2 separate regions of the Hordeum vulgare genome follow, and region 1 is linked to region 2. A link is a contact called in public Hi-C data. All regions are on one chromosome and are shown on one strand. The core of a region is the stretch at or near the end of the contact, and the rest is flanking DNA. Distances in the headings are between cores, read along the strand shown. Region 1 has its middle 41 kb from the start of LOC123446187. Region 2 has its middle 18 kb from the start of LOC123446164.

Evidence for each region. A called contact is a pair of places that touch in the nucleus more often than the background predicts.
Region 1: a contact with region 2 is called in a Hi-C map of seedling, with 2.6 times the contacts expected there. The contact joins two enhancer-like sites. A contact is called at or near these places in 2 of 6 Hi-C or Micro-C datasets (leaf and seedling).

The regions. Positions count from the first base shown.
Region 1 is chr1H:469,164,530-469,170,960 of MorexV3_pseudomolecules_assembly, forward strand. No RefSeq gene overlaps it. Among protein-coding and RNA genes, the nearest start is that of LOC123446187, 41 kb to the right of the region's middle. Within about 2 kb of position 1,827, at least 3 of the 3 cell types and tissues checked have open chromatin away from gene starts, as enhancers often do. A contact at or near this core is called in leaf and seedling, where this site is marked.
Region 2 is chr1H:468,971,890-468,978,424 of MorexV3_pseudomolecules_assembly, forward strand. No RefSeq gene overlaps it. Among protein-coding and RNA genes, the nearest start is that of LOC123446164, 18 kb to the left of the region's middle. Within about 2 kb of position 4,597, at least 3 of the 3 cell types and tissues checked have open chromatin away from gene starts, as enhancers often do. A contact at or near this core is called in leaf and seedling, where this site is marked.

The sequences.
Region 1 (6,431 bases), core at 577-3,076, 190 kb after region 2:
TCTAGCTCCGCCGTTGTTAGAATGTACTCCCTCTTTAACTTAATACTAGAGGATGCACCGGCGCGTTGCTGCGGAGGCCTTGCTAAAAAAACGCATAAAGGTTACTAAAGAATATCTATAACTAATGAAAGCAAATCTAAGCTTAAAAATGAAGAAAATACAAAGGGTATAAAAAGAAAAAAACTGAATTACTATTAAAAGAATGTCATTTTTAACAAAAATGTAAATGTAAACTACATAAGAATGGTGGAAGTGTCGAACACATATATTTTCAATAAAAGATCTAGTGCGAAAAATAACTTCTGAGTAACATGCATGAATTAATGATGTGGTGCTTGCATGCATAGGTAATGCAAAAACAATGTAATTTATGACTTGCATGCATGACTTGCTCTTGTGGCAATAGTTGCATGTATAAAAAAATAGCTAGTGCATAGTAGTTATTTAAGAATAGAAGATAAGACGTTTTTCTACACTTGTAATATAATATTTGAGTAATCGATAAGGATGGCAATTGGCAAGGTATGTGCAGGATAGATCAATAACATACCCATACTTGCATAGTTAGTGGGTATAAAATTCTATCCATACCCGTACCCACGTGTATGAAACTTTACCCATACTCATACCCGACAGGTATCCGTATCCATTGGGTACCCGATGGGTAGAACAAACAGCACACAAGTTGTTGACAATTTTACACTTAATTGATAGCAGATTTTTTCAAAATGCAATTATCTCGACTGAATAACAAGTAGATGAGTACGTGACCCCTATCAAAATTTAGAAATCATAATATACTCAAAAGTTAATAGGAGTAGACGAGTCGCATGACCAATTAATGGTTAATTGATGACAACTTCACATTAACATTAGTTCACAAGTAGACATGACACAGATATATCCGTGGATACAAGGCTATACCCATACTCTATTCATGACTTAACAGGTAGGATATAGATATTATCCATGAATATAAAAATATGCACATATACCCTGCTCATATGAATAAAATTGACATCCTTAGTCATCGGTCGTCACCCACACATCAGGTGCAACTTTACCCACTTAATAATTACTAGAATAGTCCAACAGTGTGCAGGCAGTATACTAGACTCCGTCAAAAAGGAAATATAATAACAGCCATTCGCCATTCACGCGCCGGAGAACAAATAAAGCTAAGTTGACAATTTGACACTCATCATCACACGTGCATGCATGTAGGAGAGAAAGTGTAAATCTAGCGTGTAATTAAAAAAGGGTAGCGCGCCGCGACTGAGACTAGTAAACCATCCAGTCTACTACCTCCGTTCCGGTGTATAAGTTATTTACGTAGTTTTAAGCTAATAATTTAACGATCTAAATATGTATCATATGTGATAAAAAATATATTTAGAAATTACAACCGTGTAAAAAATTAGTGATATATATTTTTCATGATATATAACACATATTTAATTTCTCAAATCGATGACCTAGAACTACGCGAGTGATTTGTACACCGGGACGGAGGGAGTACCTAGAGATGGCAAGCTCGGCGAGAGCTCCAACCTGGCGAGCTACGTGGTGGAGGTCGCAATACCGCGTTGATACATACATAGAGCTATAGACCAGTAGACCGGGAAAGACAGCCGGCGATCGAGCGAGCAAATGTCAAACTCGGGTCCACGAAATGATGCTTGCATGTGTGGGTCTGGGTGTGGGTGTGGGCACCGTTGCGATTAAAACTCGGCTTGACCACATGACGACGAATATCGAACGGATCAAAGACGACAAGGTGGGATCGAGTAGGACGGACCGATGGGGATCGGTCCCGCACGCATTGACGGACGACACGGTCTCGAGTCAGGCTCGTACTGCCGGGCAGTCAGGCACCCCTCTCTCGCTGCTACTAGCTCGTAGTCGTAGGCAAGCGCGTGATCCCTCCGGCCGGTCCATGCGCGCGCGCCCGGCCCACATGCATGCATGCATGGTGATGGTGGTACGGCCGCGCGCTGGTCTCGGCCATGTGCCGGCCGGTGGACCGCGCTCTTCTCCGGGCAGGTCTATGAGTCTGTCTATCCATGGTCGATCGGCCGTGGGACGGCTGCCGTGGGGCGGTGGTGGTTCGGCGTGGACGTGGAGGGTCTTTCGCAGACAGCCGTGGCGCGACCGGCGGTAATGGGGGAGGCCCAAATGTTTCTCTTTTGGGAAAACCTGTGGCCCGGTTGCGTAGGGAGCAACTATCCGACGAACACTCGTTCGGAAGCCTCCTCAAAGGTCATTTGAAGTAATCTGAGAGCATGTCATTTGGCACGTTCTCAGCGTGTCCGTCATGCGTCGCGTTCTGTACGTTTTTTTTTATTAATTTTTAATACACGTTTTGATTTTTAGAAGACTTTTTTTCATTTTTCTGCTTTTCGTTTTTTTTCAGTTTTCTTAGGATTTGGAAGAACAAAAAATTATGTGAAAACACGCGTCTTTTTATTTTAGAGAGTCAAGGATTTGTTTCTCGTGGAGACAAGAATTTGCTACCGTGACACGCATGGTGCCTCTCGGGAAATGAAAGCAAATGTGTTTTATTTCTCTTTTTTTAATCAGTGAGAGGCACGAATTTACTTTTCATGAAGGGGCAGATTTACTCCTTTCGGGAAAGAAAAAATGTATTTTCTTTATTTTATGAGAGGCATGTATTTGCTTCTCGTGCAGGTATGCATTTGTTTCGCGAGCCACGTCATGACTCTCGAAAAAGGAAAAGAAAACCTTTCGCTAGAGACACGGATTTACTTCTCATGAAGGGGCAGAGTTACTTCTCTCGGGGAAGAAAAAATGTGTTTTTTTCATGAGATACATGTATTTGGTTCTCTTGCAGGTATGCATTTGTTTCGCGGGGCACGGTCATGCCTTTCAGAAAAGGAAAAGAAAACCTTTCGCTAGAGCCACAGATTTACTTCTCGTGAAGGGGCGGAGTTACTTCTCTCGGGAAAGAAAAAATGTGTATTTCTTTTCATAAGAGGCATGTATTTGCTTCCGTGCAGGTATGCATTTCTTTCGCGAGGCGCGATCATGCCTTTCGGAAAAGGAAAAGAAAACCTTTCGCTAGAGCATGAATTTGCTTCTCGTGGAGGCACGAAATTGTTTCTGCAAGAGGCATGGTTGTATCTTTTAAATAGGAAAAAACGCGAGAGCACTGATTTGCTTCTCATGGAGTCACGGATTTGCTTACGCGAGAGGCACGATCATGCTTCTCGAAAAAGGAGAAAAAACGCATTGTCCTTCTTTTCGCGACTCTGCCTCTCGGAAAAAGGAAAAATATGTTTTCGGTTTTGTATTTTCCGTCCGTTTTTTTTTTCTAAAAAAAGTTCATTGAAACCTATCAACATAGGATCTAGTTTTAATGATTTCGACACAAGGAATATGAAGGTGAAAACGGTTCACGATTTGCACACATAGTTTAAGAGATAAAATGTTTTGAGTAAGCAAATCTATGAAAAAGGAAGAAAACTTTTAGGTTGCGACAAGTGAAATGGTGAAAGTGAACTTTGCAAAGAGTGCTCCTTAACAAGTTCTTTCGTGGAAGGAAACCGCATATGAACCACCGCGTCGAAGTGTCTCAACCATCGAACAACCGTGAAGATCAACTTTCACTATCTCGAGAAGGACAAAGGAACCGCGAATATCAAACGCCAGATCGACATGCGACCATAACAATCCAAGCGACAAACTTCAGATGCCTAGTGGAGGCAAGGCGACATCGGGGAGCAAACACCATAACAGGAGATGAAGCGCCCGGATTTGGTCGACATATTTACTAGGAAGAGACACTAGTACAAAATCGGGCTTTGGAGACAGTTTTCATGTATAGGCCGATAGTGGTTCCCCATTCCCCCTCGAAGTATGTGTTGCTAATACCTGGGCTCGTGGAGGGACGGACATTGGGGACAATCGAGAAGGCACAATTGATGGATCTCAAACACTAGTGGTTGGAGCTACACCCTCCCAACATGTCGACCACACGACTAACGATCGAGCTGAAACGACCTCGCCTTCGCCGTGAGCCGCACGAACTTTTCCAAGGCTTCACCGGCAATGTCGAGGGGAGAGGGAGGAGCGAAGGGCTAGGTTTGTGGTGGTGGGGCTCGGTATGTTTTTTGAAGGCACAATGTGTGCTCCACAGTCAAACTTTACAAACCTTAACCAAATTTACTGGAAAATATATATAGAGAGAGAGCACTAACTATACATCAAACTATAATATGTTTATGGGTGAATCCAATGATATTTATTTGGTATTTTAAGAGTTGATAATTTTGTGTAAAAAGGGTAAACAAATTACTTAGCTTGACTTTGAAAATATATATATTCCATGCTATACTTTGGGACACCGGAGTACTGTTGTTCGGGTACATCTCAGCCTGTATTCTTCCTTGGAATTTACTATATCTCTCGGTTGGGTCGATGTATGATGTTGTTAGATGTCTTATGTTGTTGTTAGAGAGCTAGTATTTAAATATATGTATCTTGACACCTTCTAGTTTCATTTATAATAAATTATGAGCTGGATTTTTTGGGGGGAACAGAGTCTCCCCTAAAGCAACCGCCATCTTCCAGCTTGGGACAATTCGGAGAATGCAAAAGTATGGATATAACAAAAATAGAAATATAATATAGAACACTAAGCAACCTTAGATGGCATTTATTTTCATCTGAGCAGCATATAACAAAAGTATGGATATAACAATTGAACACCAAGCTACCATCGTTGGAGACATATCACTCTCTTATGCATCTATGCACTAAAAATATGAACTCTAATACATACAGGATCTCCAATATCATGCAATCAACAATTAAACATATCATACTGATGAAAGAATGTCAAAGGTTGGCATGCAATTCTTTTTTTCTAAAAAGGAGGCTTATTCCTGTCATAAAGATAAATTAGTTGAATCTATTGTATTTAGCCTATGACGAGCAAGTTATGTTACTGAATTGAAGGGGCCAACTTAATTTAAGTTATGTAGTATTCTATCATGTTTTTGCTTGCAATTTTATTAGAACTTGGAAAATACCTGACTATTGTAGTGCCTCGAACCAAGCTCAAATAATCTTAAGTGAGTACAACCTTTAGTTAGTCTTTGGTTTCCGGTCATCTTATGTATTCTTGTTTTTGTCTCATGTTCCAGTAGGACACATAGAATAGAAAGTTCAGTTGTGGCGACAGATATTACTTGTAGTGGTGATCTCATACAACTCAAACACATCTAAATGCAAACTACATGAATGAAAAATGGCAAGAATTATAACTCCGTTGTTTAGCTTAATTAAAAGCCATGTCATTTTGTGTTTTCCAGCTAAACAACTTTCCACTTTCTATGTATGTTACGTCAAATAATTATCAATTTCCCTCAAAACATGTGCTATGGTGGAGAAACGGTTATCCTTGAAATTCTTTCTCTCCTACATATTCAGCTCGGTGGACTGGAGCCATATTGAAGTTAGTAGAAGCACCTACATTTTTGAGTCGTGCTTTTGTTTTGCACCATCATCTTTCACATGTATATTTGAGAAAAACAAATGGATAGTTCATCTGTTACAGCCGATTGAAGGTACCACTTCATCTCTGCAATTCTCCCTTTGAGAGCAGAATTACTGTAATTTCTCTATGGACCGAAGGGTTCGATGAGCATGTGGCAGATTGGTTAATTGGTTTAGAGATGGCAAGCATATAAGTAGCTTGGCCAAACAAGTTTTTGCTATGTAGATAGTGCCCATATTTTACTGATATGCATGTAGAACAATAGTACTTGTGTTACATGGGAAGTAGCATAAGAGGAAATGCAACATGATGAACATGAGTTCGTGACAAAGTTGGTGAAGATATGTTAGGGGCGATGTTCAGGACGGTGGCAGAAGAAATGGGAAAATGGGGTACCTCGACGCTGGCGAGGAGGCCGGTAGGTTCCCGATTTCTCATGGAGCAATGCAATGTGGAGAGACATCGTATTGGGTTCCATTTCCAGCTGGCGAAGAACTAATGAACTCACATGTGTGCACGTTTGTTCATTCATTTTATCCTTCCTTATTCCACTCAAATCAAATTCATTTAGTTTTGCACTTACCCATGGTTTGATGGATCAAAAAAGTTAGTGATATTAAAGCCTTAGATGGTTTCTTGAGTAGAACATTATCATTATGCTTGTATATACAACCAGTAAAAAATTAAAGCCCGTGACAACGCAGGTGCATTCTACTAGTACGCAATAGTTCGGAAATTGAGTTTCATTTTCAAGGGGAGGGGGAGGGGTGTTGTTGGTGACTGTTCAGGCGGTTTAGTTAGTTGGATTGGATCGGAAGCCCGATGAGCTCACCTTGCGGAGTGCGAGGGCTATATGTCACCCGTGTCGAATCCTCATAGGGATCGCCTACATGCGACATCTAGGTTTCATTTT
Region 2 (6,535 bases), core at 3,347-5,846:
GCCCCCCATACCCATAGCAGCAGCAATATCCGTCCACATCTCTTCTCGATCGATTCCCTAGCATCTTCTTGTTCTTGATTGACCACTTCGATCTTTCTTCCAAGCCCGGCCGGCCGGCGTTTGAGTGAGTGCGATGGATACCAAGGGAGCGGCGGAGGCCATGCTGAAGGCGGCGGCACCCATGGCAGCCGAAGAGGAGGCCATGCTGAAGCTGAAGGCGCTGGCGCAGAGGGAGGAGGCGCCGGTCACGGGGCCAATGACGGAGAGGATCAACGGCGCGGCGTCAGCGGCGGTGGAGCGCTACTGGGCCAGCCTCAAGAGCAAGACCCGCGCGGCCGGGGAGTACGCGACGCTCAGGACACGGCAGGGCGTCGCCTTGTTCGGCGAGCCCAACATCGGCCCCATCAAGACCATCGTCGATCGTTGCTAGTAGATTCTTTTGATATGCCACTAGGTTTGAGGTTTTGTTGGTCACTGAAGGTTTTTGTTCATGATAATTAGGTCTCTGTTCTTCAGAGTTGAATAATTGGCCGTTGATCCTGTATTCGCGCGGCACAATTAATATTGTAGCTAACTACTAGCAATTCAAGTCATCCAGATGATTCATATATAGAACTATCAGTTTGTCTTTCCCTTGAATTTGAATTTTCTTTTACTGGAAGCTTTCTAGCAACCATCGTGAAAGAGCCTTTTCTAGCTTTCTATTGATTAAATGGCAGAACAAAAAAAAACTACTGGTCTAACTAGACATCCATGCAACCTAAGAAAAAACTTTCATCTAGTTAAGATGATTTGCTAAAAAAAATGTTGGTTCAATATTTTTTTGTGTAAATGTTGGGTCAGCTGAGCCTGACCCATCAACTTGTACGTGGACCCACCACTGTTTTGGAGCATCATCTTGCCTAAATGTCATTTCATCACGAACCTTTGTAGCGCAGGTGAACAACTCATCAATATTTGTTCCCAACAGTTATAATTTACATTTAAAAAAAATGCTCTTTTATCGGGGATCTTTTGGAACCTAGGTGTATATGCACTCTATATCGGGGGACTAGAAATGCAGGCAAAGAGAGGGAGGGGAACTTTTGGAACCTAGGTGTATATGCACTCTATATCCAAAAAATAGCAATTCAACAAAAAAGTTTAATAATTCTGAACATATATTTGAAATAAACTTGACCTTCCATTATACTTGTAAGAAACAATTCATCAAAAGAAAATTTGAAAATTACACTTTGACTTATTTTCAAAAAAGACAAATTTTTGGTCAAAATTGTGTGTAGAGTGACCTATAATAGCAAATAAAATTTGTCTTTTTTGTCCAAAAGTCAATGTTGACTTTTTTCATAAAAGATTATGCACTATTGCAAAAACAAAATCCAATTTAATCTAAAAATACTTTGGAACTATTTTAACTTTTCATTAACTATTAAAAAAATCTCATATAGGGTACATATACAATCAGGAACAAAAGTGTATTTCCTGCAAAGAGAGCTACTATAAGGTGCATCATAAGGTAACCGGCTATTGTGCAACCCCTTCCCTGCAGTGCTAGCTAAAATGTGCCAGCCCATTGTAGGGTGACTGTATCAGTTGAACAGTTTATTTCAATCTGTTTGAGCCTGTGGTTTTTTGTTAAATATTTCTTAAATTTTAAAATAGTTAATGGATTATAAAAATGTACATTAAGTTTTTTCCAAATAACTGTAAAAATATGCAGGAATTTCAAAATGTCCAGGGATTAAACAAAATACGAAATTGATATTTTTCTCATCAAATAAAAAAATGATCATGAATTTAAAATCTGTACATGAAATTGAAAATTGTTCATGAATTTAGAACATGTTCCTAAAATTTAACAATTATTCACGAACTCAACTTTTGTTCACGGATTCATAAATGTTCGCTAAATAGAAAATACTCTTGAATTCAAAAAATGATCATGGATATAAAAAAGTTTGTGAAAAATATTTCTTCAGGAATTCCAAAAATGTTTCGGGATGAAGAAAATGTACATGAAATTTGAAAATATATTTCCAGTTTGAAAATATTCATGGATTTGTAAATAAAAATAAAAATTGAAAAAAAAGCAGAATAAACACACACATGAAAAATATATAAGGCGATGTGGGAAGATCTAGAACCTTCGCAAAACCAGAAATGGAAGTCACTAGAATTCACTGATTGTGTCAACCCATCTTTGGGCAGTGGCATACATGGATACGCCGTATGTTGCTATCTAGTGACTTACACGCACAATAGGAATTGGTTGTGTCAACCCATCTTTGGGCAGTGGCATACATGGATATGTCGTATGTTGCTATCTAGTGACTTACACGCACAATAGGAATTGGCTCACCAGAACAACTACAAATGTTCGGACCTCTATCTGAAGGCACGCTTAGGCTCTAGGTGATGGCCAAACGCCTTGGCTAGGACGTAAATGAAAGTCTAGACAGGACAAGTAAGAAATTACTTACCCAAGCGACAAACTATGTCATATTGCACTGATATGCCAAACGGACTATATACCAATGTGAGTACCGATAGTTAACTTACTTATATGCCCTAAATTAACATTAATATACATATAAACAATTATAGATGCATCTTAATAGTAAAAAACTATATTACCGCCTAAACTTTGCCTAGGGCGTTTAAGCACCGCCAAGGCACTAGGCAAAGGTAAACCACCTAGATCACGTAGACATTTTTTTTCAACTTTGGTTCGGGCCATGCCATTTGAATACTTTCTTCAACGTGGATCATCAAACCAGGTTGGACCGTTGCGGACATCCGAAATCCCAAAAGTTGGTCGCAAATCGGGGAAAGGGGGGGGGGGTCTTCTGGGGAAGTGTGGACATCCGCCATAGCAGACTTTGACTCCCTGGACCCACTCAAAACCTCTCTAGTGTCCTCTCTAGAGCCCTCGATGCATTCAGTCTAGTTGACCAATACAATGGTCCAATCAGAAGATAAGTTCACACACCTAATGCAGGAGGTATTTTGTCAGTCATTGATCGACCAGGGACCGATGTCGTTCTTCCCTCCACATGCGGCTGCAACGCAGTCAAGGAGGGCCGGTGACCCGGTCATTTTCTTATGATTTGGCATCGTAGTACCATCTATTGAGGATGTGGTAGGCACCTTTCATCCGAGGTGACGCCACCATAAAGCCAACGTCGGAAGACCCATTAAGTTAGAGCCTTCTTCCATACCCTGCCTCGCCACCGACCATGGCCGCCATGAGCTCGGACCACGGTGGCCTCAAAGTGTTTGATAAAATACCACAAAGATAGAGAGAAAGAGAGAAGGTTGATTTTGACGGGTGATTTCTAGCAAATGCACAGGGCGATGTAGCAATTTCATGATAAGTACAATATCGAACCTAGACGAAGCACAAAGAATGACACAATCAATGTTGCAGTTGTTTGGTCGCTAACCCAGCTGCGCTCACACCCATACCGGAGTGTGAATGATTCAACTGAGTAATATGCCATTGAAAATTAGGCCAATTGGTTCTAGACTTGTGCCATGAATTGCTCTTATAGCGCATGGACGACCAGACCCAACAGCGCTTGCTAGCATTGTTTTTATTGTGGCGCTCACTCCACTGGAAAACAAGAAGACTTTTTGACAGATTGTAGCATTTCGTGAATTCAAAAAAATTAGCCAATTTAAAAAATATTTATAGATTTCGAAAATATTAAAGAATTAGTTTTAAGAAATTTGACAAGAAAATTATGAATATGTAAAATGTTCAAAATTTAAAGAATGTGCGGAGAAATTTAAATTATTAAATTTCAAATAAAATAATGCAGTAATGGAAACAAATCAATGATTTGTTTTTAAATAAAGCACTCTAGATTGATTGTGTATGGGCCATATGGCCTACACTGTATGGGCTTGAAAATTGCTCGACCAATTCCTTGTAAGGTCCACAGCCCACTGACTCTTATTTTGTGCTGCTATTCCTATTCAGAACTTCCTTTCCTAAGAAAAAATAATAAGAGAAAAACGTAAAAAAAAAAAAAAGAGAACAAAGAAGCAGAAAGAGAATGCCACCTGCAATGGTATGAACTATGCCCTAGTCTGAATATCGTTAAAAAAAAAGGTGAACTCTGACCACTGAACCAGCACAATACTAAGGACATGGTTGGAATGTCGTTTCACTTTAGCAATACACCTGTAAACAATTAAACACCTGTCTGCTCCCGTCGTTTTGCTTCCAGCCGAAAATCGCTACTGTCTCGAGAAGTCAGACCTGTAAATTAAACACCTGTGTATTTAGGCACACCCAATCCAAACACGCTCTAAAGCTCTATTTGGATTGTCGTTTTGTGCTAAATACATTGGTAAAAAAAATACAGACATTTGCTCATCATCTGGAAATAGATATAGACCTGTAAATTACATCAATAAATTTAATATATCTTTATTTAATACGGTGAAGAAACAGCGCGCCCTAATAAGGGTAAAGGAATCACCCGGCAGCTTATCTCTGCGCCGAACCTCTGCACCACGATGAGCACGGTCCAGAGCCCAACGCACTGTCGCCGTCCGCCTCTCAAGATCTCGCAGGAAAATAGCGGAGTAAGGCTGTACACCACGACCAGCAAGGTCCAGTGCGCAACGAAGCTTGTCCCATGCAGAACTGCAGGCTCGCTCGCGGTCGCGGTCGGGTCAAACGGCGATTCAGTCTGTCCAGCAGCAGCTAATCAGCTATCACATTCACATCATATCATAGGAGGGAGCATATGCACACTGCAGAACCGCTTCCTTTTTTTCTACGGTCAAGGCTCAGCCCGTCAGCTAAGCCGGTACGCGCGCACACCAGAGGCCCAGAGCACGCGAGCGATCTCGTTGATGTTCACAGCTCAGTCTGCTAGCCTAGCATAGCATAGCAGGAGGACGATGCATACGGCACGCGTCGACAGCTTTGAACATGTATTAGAGCGCGCAGAGCTTGCAAAGGTCAAGGTCGCCACGGAGACCCGCCCGCGAGCGACAGGTCTCACGGGTAGAAGAAATCGAGAAGTTCTTAAAGGCCACGCGCGCGCGCACACACCTGCTTTCTAGTTTTGTTAAAGGTTCAGGCCACGTCATGCATCGTGTAGCACGCCGTCGCCACGCATGGTCACCAAGCGTCGTCGCAGCACGCACAAATGCAGAATGGCCGTAGAATACTACTCCGTACTACCGATCCGGCGAGGCGGCGACCGGTGCGGTGCGGTGGCGGTGCGACGTGGCTCTTTTTCTTTCCGGTGTAAACTAGGGCTTCGCCAGTTCGGCGTTCGTTGTTTACGCCGTTTTACACCGGATAAGATAAGCTCGGAGGTTTGGCGACCGATGATTGATTTAGCCGGTCAAAGAAGAGGGATCTAATCATCAGTCAGGGCTTCCTGGTGCGTATGGCGCCAGATTATCATGCGTACATACTTCTACTACATTTTAAATCGATCGATCAAAGAAAAGAGAGCGGTCCGTGTCCGTGCGCGCGTGAAACTGAAAGTTGAGCTGCAGCTGCAGGTGCAGCGGCCGCTCTCTGAATAAGAAATGAAACCGGGGACGTCGCGGCCGCGGTGCGTGGCAGCTAGCGCGGGTCTCGTCAAAGAGGCGCACGCACGCCTCGCTTTCGCGACGGGCTCCCCAAGTCGCAGGTGTTCTCGTCCCGGTTCTCACAGATGGGGTTTTGTTACAAGCGTATGGGTCGTCGTGTACCGGGCCGGGGCTTGTGATCAGCCTGGCCGATGTGACGGCGACACTGGCGATGATCGAAGATAGCGTGCGCACGGACGAGGGGAAGGTGGCTGTTGTCGACGGCAACGGAAGAGGACAACGGAGCGCGCGTGCCGCTGGCCGTCCCGTTGAATCTGCGGCTGGACGGAGACACGAGCAAGGCGAGGAGTTTTGTGATTGCTTATTAGCTATTCCCCGTTTCAAAATAACTGTCTTAACTTTATACTAGTTCTAGTACAAAATTGTATTAAGTTTAAGGCATTTATTTTAAGATGAAGGGAGTACGATCGATTGTGCTTGCCTTTGCCTCGACGAGAAAGAACCCAAGTCGTCTCGATTTCTTCTAGAACAGCCAACGGAATCGAGGCGATGCGTGGAAAATGTTTAAAATGTTTACATGTTTAAATGCGTGGAAATAGAAATAATGTAGGGTTACGTCTTTTTTCGAAACAAAATTATGCATTATTGAAGTGAGCATGACGTCGTAACAAATGTAGGATGGCGTGTCCACTTCAATCACACATAATTTTGTTCGGTAGTGTTTACCCAGCTAACGTCCGCTGGGAGAGGGGTGGCAATTGAATGTCAATTCTTTCAATGGTAGTTTTAGTTGTGAAGGAAAATCAAGCGGCGGCAGTTTCAAAATAAATAATGCCTTTTCAGTACTTCCTCCGTCACGGTTTAGAATGCGTGCCGTTTACATGCATTTTCAGAATAAAAGAGGATTAAGACGCATGATATTTAATGCTTGATTAATTAAAAATACTAGTAGACTGCGTGCACTCTTTGTTTACTG